2 separate regions of the Macaca mulatta genome follow, and region 2 is linked to region 1. Evidence: chromatin contacts called from public Hi-C data. All regions are on one chromosome and are shown on one strand. Each heading gives the region's core, a stretch centred on a gene start, on an enhancer-like site or on the middle of the called end of the contact. The rest is flanking DNA. Distances are from core to core; before and after follow the strand shown. Region 1 holds the start of RPS6 (ribosomal protein S6). Region 2 holds the start of HAUS6 (HAUS augmin like complex subunit 6).

Region 1 (3,937 bases), core at 287-2,786:
AACACAAGTAACCCTCACCTTTTTTTACAATAACCAAGTTGAGAACGCTCAGATTGGCATCCACAATGCAACCACGAACTGATTTTCTCTTTCTTTCTCCCGTTCTCCTTGGTCTGTAACAGGAATGCCCCTTACTCAGTAGCAGGCGGACACGGCCATGGGTCAAGACACCCTGCTTCATGGGGAAACCTTGTTTGTCGTTCCCACCACTGATTCGGACCACATAACCCTGCAAGAGCATACAATGAATGACACATTTACTATTTCTATTCCAAAATTATACAATACAGGATTGTGACCTCTGTGAACCACACCTATATGAGAAAGTATAATTCATTATGAAAACCAATTTAAACTTAAAACTTAAGCACGTTTTCTCTGATCAGTAAGTTTTGTCTACATTCCCAACTTATCAAGTTCAATTATCAGATGTCTTTCATTCAAGTCGCATTTCTAACCGATGTTTTATTAGAAATAACAGCACTAGGAAGATAAAATATCAAAGAGCAACAAACAAGATACAATGCGTCTTCGCACTTTGGAGATTATGAGGACAGCTATGTGACATCTGCCGAATGCATGATGCATGGCAAGAATTACGTTGATGTAAACTTTACGTATATTTTACGGCTTACTCTATGTCTCCCCTCCAAGGTAACAGCTCAGCTTCATAAAGTGGCATTCGGAAGCAACTTACCAAAGGTCAGAAGCCAGAACCCGCAGTCTGAACCCCATTCCAAATACCAATTACCAATGGCGTTTACCGTCTGACTTCAATAGCTGCAACAATTTGATTGTTAACTTTTACCTTCCATTCTTCACCCAGAGCGTCAGCAGCAACTTCTGTGGCCATACGCTTCTCATAAAAAGTACGAAGTTTGCGTTCATCGTCCACTTCAATGAGTTTCTGGCAGCCAGTGGCTGGGAAGGAGATGTTCAGCTAAGGATTAAAAGGGAGGGAAATAGTTTACGAAACTACCTACACAGGTAATTGTAGAGCCATCCACAAAGTTAATTCCACTGCAAAAAGCCTTTCATGTTGCCTCCACACAAGCAGGAAATATGAGATGCCGACCGTACTCACTAAAAGCACGTGAAAGCACAGTAGCAGTCAAGAAGCGCCGCACTCAGGAGGACGTGTTCCCCTCAAGCCCCGCAGAATGACTCTGGGGGCGAGGGCGCTCCGCAGCTGTTCACCCTCCCGAAGCAAGAAAGCCGGGGTCAAGAGCCGCACCACAGGCCTGCCGCAAACTGGGCAACACGCCGGGACGCCACCATGGCGCTCCCGGCCCGCCGCGGCTCCAGCCGCAATCGCCTGCCATCCGCTCGGCCAAAAAGCTCCATGCCCCAGAAAAGCGAGCCTTCTCCTACTTGAGACCCTTCTGCACCTAAAGCCAGGATCTTGCAGTGCTGGAAATGAGGCAATGCCGCGTTCTGGGACTCGATTCACGTTCCCCAAACCAGTCTAACACTCGCCACCACCACCTACCTTCATCTTGAAGCAGCCGAACGCCTCCGAGGCGCCACGGAAAAGAGGACCAACTTCCGCTTAGCGCAAGTCTCATAGGCGCTTTCAGTTCTCGCGAGATGAGCAGAAGTACGGGACAGCGGAAGTAAGCACGGGTGGGCGGCACTTCCGGGGTTGAGTTGAATCAGGGTCTGGGAGGTGAAGTTGGTTGCCAGTGGTTGTGAGGTTATGCCAGCAGTGGTGGTCTGGTAAGGCGAGCCCGCGTGTGATTCTGAGGGTTAGCCCCTTCCCTGTCTTGTCTTTTCCACGCTCCCTGGGTTTTGGAGCTGGGTGGCTCACGCCTGTAATCCCAACACTTTGGGAGGCTGAGGCGGGCGGATTATTTTAGGTCAGGAGTTCGAGACCAGCCTGGCCAACATGGCGAAACTCCGTCTCTAATAAAAATATATAAATTAGCCGCGCGTGGTGGGGGGGGGCGACTGTAGTTCCAGCTACTAGGGAGGCTGAGGCACGACAATCGCTTGAGCCCGAGAGGCGGAGGTTGCAGTGAGCCCATATCGCACCACTGCACTGCAGCCTAGGCGACAGAGGGAGACTCCGCCTCAAAATAATAAAAGTTCGAGTTCCAAATCAAGTAAACAAGAATAATGTTTACTTTCTAAAATTATCACATACCATCTTCCCACTTTAGTGTCACAAAGGTTTGAGTTTAGGACTGTTTCACGTTCGAAGTTGAATGACTCTACTGAATCCGCTTTGATCATCTCACATTAATTCGTGGAATCTTGGTGAAATGATGCTTTTTAAAATCTGAGTACTGTATGTAATTTTTTTGTTAAGGTGAAATTGACATAACCAGTCATTTTTAAAGTGAACAATTCAGTGGCATTTAGTACATTCACAATGCTGTACAACCAGCCTCTCTATCGATACAGTTCCAAAACATTTTCATCATCCTAAAAGAAAACGCTGTGCCCCGTTAAGCGGTTGCTCCCCCTTCCCCATTTCCACCAGGCCCTGGCAACCACCAATCTGTGTCCTGTCTCAGTGGATGTGCCTATTTCACAAAAATGGAATCATACAATATTGACCGTTTGTGTCTGTCTGACTAATCTTTTGAGTCGTAGCATGTATCAGTATGTCATCCCTTTTATGGCTCAATATGCTAGTGTAGGTATAGACTGCAATTTGTTTATCCATTCATCCATTAATAGACATATGGGTTGTTTCTACCTTTTAACTATTGTAAATAGTTCTTCTATGTATGAGTACTTGTTTTCAGTTATTTTAGGTATATACCTAAGAGTGAAATTGCTGGGTCATACAGTAATTTTATTCTCAGGGAGAAACGGAAACTATTTCACAGCAGCTGGACCATTTTACATTCCCACCAGCAATGTATGAGGGCCGCAGTTTATCAAAATCATGGCCAACACTTTTTTTTTTTTTTTTTTTAATTTTTAAAAAATGTATTGTAGAGACAGGGTCAAAGCGAGATCCTGTTGGTCTGGAACTCTTGGCCTGCAGCATCCTCCTGCCTCAGCCTCTGGAGTAGCTGCGACTCATAGTGGTTTCGATTTGCATTTCCCTAATGACTAATGATGTTGAGCATGTTTTAATGTGTTTGTTGGCCATTTGTATATCTTCTTTAGAGAAATGTCTGTATAAGCTCTTAACTCTCCCTGTTTTTTTCGCCCTAATTATTTTTATTGAAGTAGTGGGAGTAAATTAATGTGAGGCAAAGACAAAGTCTAGAACCATGGGCTAGGTTTTTTTGTTTGTTTTTCCCTTTAAAAATATTTTAGGGTGGCCAAACTCAGTGGCTCACACTGGTAATCCAAATGCTTTAGGACGCTGAGATGGGAGGATCTCCTGAGGCCAGGAGTTTGAGATCAGCCCGGGCAAACATAATGACACCCTGTCTTCAAACCCTGACACCATTTTGAAGTGTACACTTCAGTAATGTTAAATATATTAACATTGTTGTAAAATAGATCTCCAGAACTTTTTCATCTTGCAAAACGGGAACTTCATACTCATTAAGTAACTCCTTTCCCCCTACCCACAGCTTTTGGTAACCATTCTACTTTCTGTCTCTATGATTTTGACTAAGTATCTCATATAAATGGAATCAAACGGTAGTTGTCTTTTTGTGACTGGCTTATGTCATTTAACATAATGGTCTCAAGGTTCATCCGTGTTATAGCATGTGACAGGATTTCCTTCGCTTTTAAGGCTGAATAATACTCTGTTGCATGTAGATACTACATTTTGTTTAACCGTTCATCTGTCATTGGACATTTTGGTTGTTTCCACCTCTTGGCTACTGTAAATAATGCTGATATGAACATAGGTGTGCAAATATATCTTAGAGACAGACCCTGTTTTCAATTATTTGGGATATCCAGAAGTGGGACTGCTGGATCATGTAGTAGTTCTATTTTTAATTTTTTGGGGAACCTCTATACT
Region 2 (3,902 bases), core at 769-3,268, 280 kb before region 1:
AGGCCGAGGCCGGCGGATCATGAGGTCAGAAGTTCGAGACCAGCCTGGCCAATGTAGTGAAACTCATGTCTCTACTAAAAATACAAAAATTAGCCGGACATGGTGGCGGGCGCCTGTAGTCCCAGCTACTCAGGGGGCTAAGGCAGAAATCACTTGAACCCGGGAGGCGGAGGTTGCAGTGAGCCGAGATCGCGCCACTGCACTCCAGCCTGGGCGACAGAGCGAGACTCTGTTTAAAAAAAAAAAAAAAAAAAAAAAGCCTCTAGAAGAACTGAAAATATGTAATTTACAAAAATATAACAGATTGAGGAGAATAGAAGATGGCCAATGTATCTATCCCAAATTCCCCTTGGCCTACAGTGGGAATGATGAAACAGAGATACTGGCTAAAGTTGATAAAACATAGAAATAAAACAGAGTTATTTACAGTGGGTTATTAGGAGAGATCCATAACCTTAACAGAAGTGGAAAAAGTAGGGAAGGGGCTTTTACTTTCCATACTTTTCATTAAAAGGGTATTAGTTTTTTTTTTTTTTTTTTTTTTTTTTTGAGACGGAGTCTCGCTCTGTTGCCCAGGCTGGAGTGCAGTGGCCGGATCTCAGTTCACAGCAAGCTCCGCCTCCCGGGTTCATGCCATTCTCCTGCCTCAGCCTCCCGAGTAGCTGGGACAACAGGCGCCCGCCACCACGCCCGTCTAGTTTTTTGTATTTTTTTTTTTTTTTTTTTTTTTTTGAGATGGAGTCTCGCTCTGTTGCCCAGGCTGGAGTGCAGTGGCCAGATCTCAGCTCACTGCAAGCTCCGCCTCCCGGGTTTATGCCATTCTCCTGCCTCAGCCTCCCGAGTAGCTGGGACTACAGGTGCCCGCCAACTCACCCGGCTAGTTTTTTGTATTTTTTAGTAGAGACGGGGTTTCACCGTGTTAGCCAGGATGGTCTCGATCTCCTGACCTCGTGATCCACCCGTCTCGGCCTCCCAAAGTGCTGGGATTACAGGCTTGAGCCACCGCGCCCGGCCAGTTTTTTGTATTTTTTAGTAGAGACGGGGTTTCACCGTGTTCGCCAGGATGGTCTCGATCTCCTGACCTCGTGATCCGCCCGTCTCGGCCTCCCAAAGTGCTGGGATTACAGGCTTGAGCCACCGCGCCCGGCCAGGGTATTAGTTTTTAATACCTTCTCCGTTGTTTTATGCTAACTCCAGCATGCCTTACTAATTCAAAAATTAAAAATTATAAAGTTAAACCACCTTCAAAGGCTCCCTTGAGTTCAAAAGGCATTTTGTACGTAAGATTCCCCTGCTCTTCCACTACTACCCGCCATCCCTCCCACTACTCCACAGACCACCCCTCCACCACCTAGGCAGAATTAAGCTGTCCCTCCAGTTTTGCACTCTGCCCATCTGCAGACTTTGCACTCGCCTACAGATCGCTTCCGGCACTCTTCCATTATTTACTGTCTGCCTCTGCTACTAGGCTGGCAGCAACTGGGAGTAGGAACTTTGGAGTCAATGCCTGGCACAGAGTAACCGCTCAACCAATTCTGATTAATCAACCTCCGGGGTATACAAAAGGGCAAGGCCGGGATCCCCCGGCTCAGGCTCCCTCGCCCCGACAGCCCCGGCCTCCTTACACTCCGAGATGCGTGTGCGACACGATCTTTCCGCAGGCAATGGTTGCCGGGCCTGGCTCGAAGCCGAGCGCCTGCAGATACATCCAGAGATGCTCCTTCTCGAAAGCGGTGACCGAAGCCGAGCTCATCCTCGCGGTAGGCACGGCGGCTGCGAAGAAAGAAAGCGCAAACCCAGGGGACTCGGAGGGCCCTCAAGATCCCTCCCTACGGTCAGCCTGAGGTCGCGGCGGTCCTTCCATTGCCAAAGTCTGCTCCTTTCTCGCCCCGAGCCATTTCGCCTCAAAGGGACTTACATCCTCCGGGAAACTGAGCTTCTAACGGTAGTGCGGGCACAACTGCCTCAGCAAAGCCACCACAAACCGAGACTCCCGCCCTTAAGGAAGAGCAGTATGCGCCTGCGCCGCCAGTCTTCCGAAGGAGGAGGGACTTCCCGGAAGGACTATATCTCCCGCCATGCCATGCGCCCTTCTCTCCTCCCTTCCGGTCATGCCCAGCCAAGAAACTACCAAGACCCACGCGGCATTGCGCGGCCAGCGAATTGTTCTGCGCTTGCGTAACGGCTATCTTGCCCAGATCCTCGGGTCTTCGGGATTTTCTGATTGTTGGTGTGTGGGGTTCATTTGCTTGTGTATGCTAGTTGTTACGTCACATAAAAGCCATAAATGGAGCACTGTACCTCGGTGTAGAGAGAAGAAGCATTGGTTCCATCCTCCGCTATGCTCACTGTGACTCTGATCAAGTCACGTAATCTCTGAGCCTCATTTCTGTCATTAGCGAAATCTATGCCCTCAAATACTAGAATACTAGATGCTCCTTTGCCTGCTTTAAATGAAATCTGGCTCCCTACTCCCCCTGCAGCCTTTTTTTTTTTTTTTTTTTTTTTTTTTTGAGACGGAGTTTCGCTCTTGTTGCTCAAGTTGGGGTGCAGTGACAAGATTTCGGCTCACTGCAACCTCCGCCTCCCGGGTTCAAGCATTTGTCCTGCCTCAACCTCCAGAGTAGCTGGGATTAACAGGCGTCCACCACCACGCCCGGCTAATTTTTTGTATTTTTAATAGTCTCTGAAAGCACAATAGAGACAGTTTCACCATGTTGACCAGGCTGGTGTCGAACTCCTAACATCAGGTTATCCGCCGTCCTCGGCCTCCCAAAGTGTTGGGATTACAGGCGTGAGCCACTGCGCCCGGCCGCCTGCAGTTCTCTTAACTGACGGCTGTTGCCTACCACAAACCCCATAGACAACAGGGCCTCGAAATGGATTGGGTAACCTGCTTTTAAGTCTCATTGCTACCTCTGGCAATTATTGCCTCCTGCCTCACTAAAACCACCTTAATAAAAAGAGGCCAGGCACGGTGGCTCAAGCCTATAATCCCAGCACTTTGGGAGGCCAAGGTGGGTGGATCACCTGAGGCGGGGAGTTCAAGACCAGCCTCACCAACATGGAGAAACCCGGTCTCTACTAAAAATACAAAATTAGCCTGGCGTGGTAGCGCATGACTGTAATCCCAGCTCAGCTACTCGGTAGGCTGAGGCAGAAGAATAGCTTGAACCCAGGAGGCAGACGTTGCATTGAGCCAAGATCCTGCCACTGCACTTCAGCCTGAGTGACAAAGTGAGACTCTGTCTCAAAAAAAAAAAAAAAAAAAAAAAAAGAGTGAGAGGAGAGAGAGAGAGAGAACCCACCAAGTTGCCCAGGCTGGGCTCGAACTCCTGGGCTCAAGCGATCTGTCCACCTTGGCCTCCCAAGGAATGAGCCACCGCGCCCAGCCTAAAACCACTTTTTGAAGTTTATGCATAGCTTTTCACTGTGGAGGTCATTGTAAGATCTCTGATTCCATTCTGGTGGTGCAGCCTGTGGTCCAGTTGCGCAGGAGGCTGAGGTGGGAAAATCATGTGGGCCCTGGGAAGCTGAGGCTGCAGAGAGCTGTGATTGCACGATTGCACTTCATTCAGCCTAGTGACAGAGCAAGACCCTTCTCCAAGCAAAAGAACAGCAACAAAAAAAATCTCTGACTCCTGTCAACAAAGAGTCAAACTCTGTAAAATTGTTACCGGTAAAAACAGAGTCTTGATCCAGACCCAAAGAGCAGGTTCTTGGATCTTGTGCGGGAAATAATTTGAGGTGAATCACAGAGCACAATGAAGGAAGGAAGTTTATTGGAAACTACTCCGTTGAAGAGCGGAGCAACCTCAGAAAGGAGGCGGAGGAACACACGGTCCTTTGTTACTGTCTCTACTTATGAGAAACTATAAAGAGCTGTAATTAAACTTGGAATG

What was found. Hi-C and Micro-C count contacts between places; a contact is called where the count stands out from the background.
Region 2: a Hi-C map of fetal cortex germinal zone shows a contact between it and region 1, with 2.2 times the contacts expected there. The contact joins the promoter of HAUS6 here to the promoter of RPS6 in region 1. A contact is called at or near these places in 2 of 14 Hi-C or Micro-C datasets (fetal cortex germinal zone and fetal cortical plate).

Annotation. Positions count from the first base shown.
Region 1 is chr15:79,809,846-79,813,782 of T2T-MMU8v2.0, reverse strand. It overlaps RPS6 (ribosomal protein S6), which reads right to left and starts at 1,536. Exons shown (of 6, transcript XM_077966042.1): 1 at 1,389-1,536; 2 at 809-940; 3 at 19-229. The coding sequence starts at 853. LOC144334693 (a long non-coding RNA gene) reads left to right here and starts at 1,640. Exons shown (of 2, transcript XR_013404823.1): 1 at 1,640-1,716.
Region 2 is chr15:80,092,353-80,096,254 of T2T-MMU8v2.0, reverse strand. HAUS6 (HAUS augmin like complex subunit 6) reads right to left here and starts at 2,018. Exons shown (of 17, transcript XM_028835138.2): 1 at 1,919-2,018. The coding sequence starts at 1,920.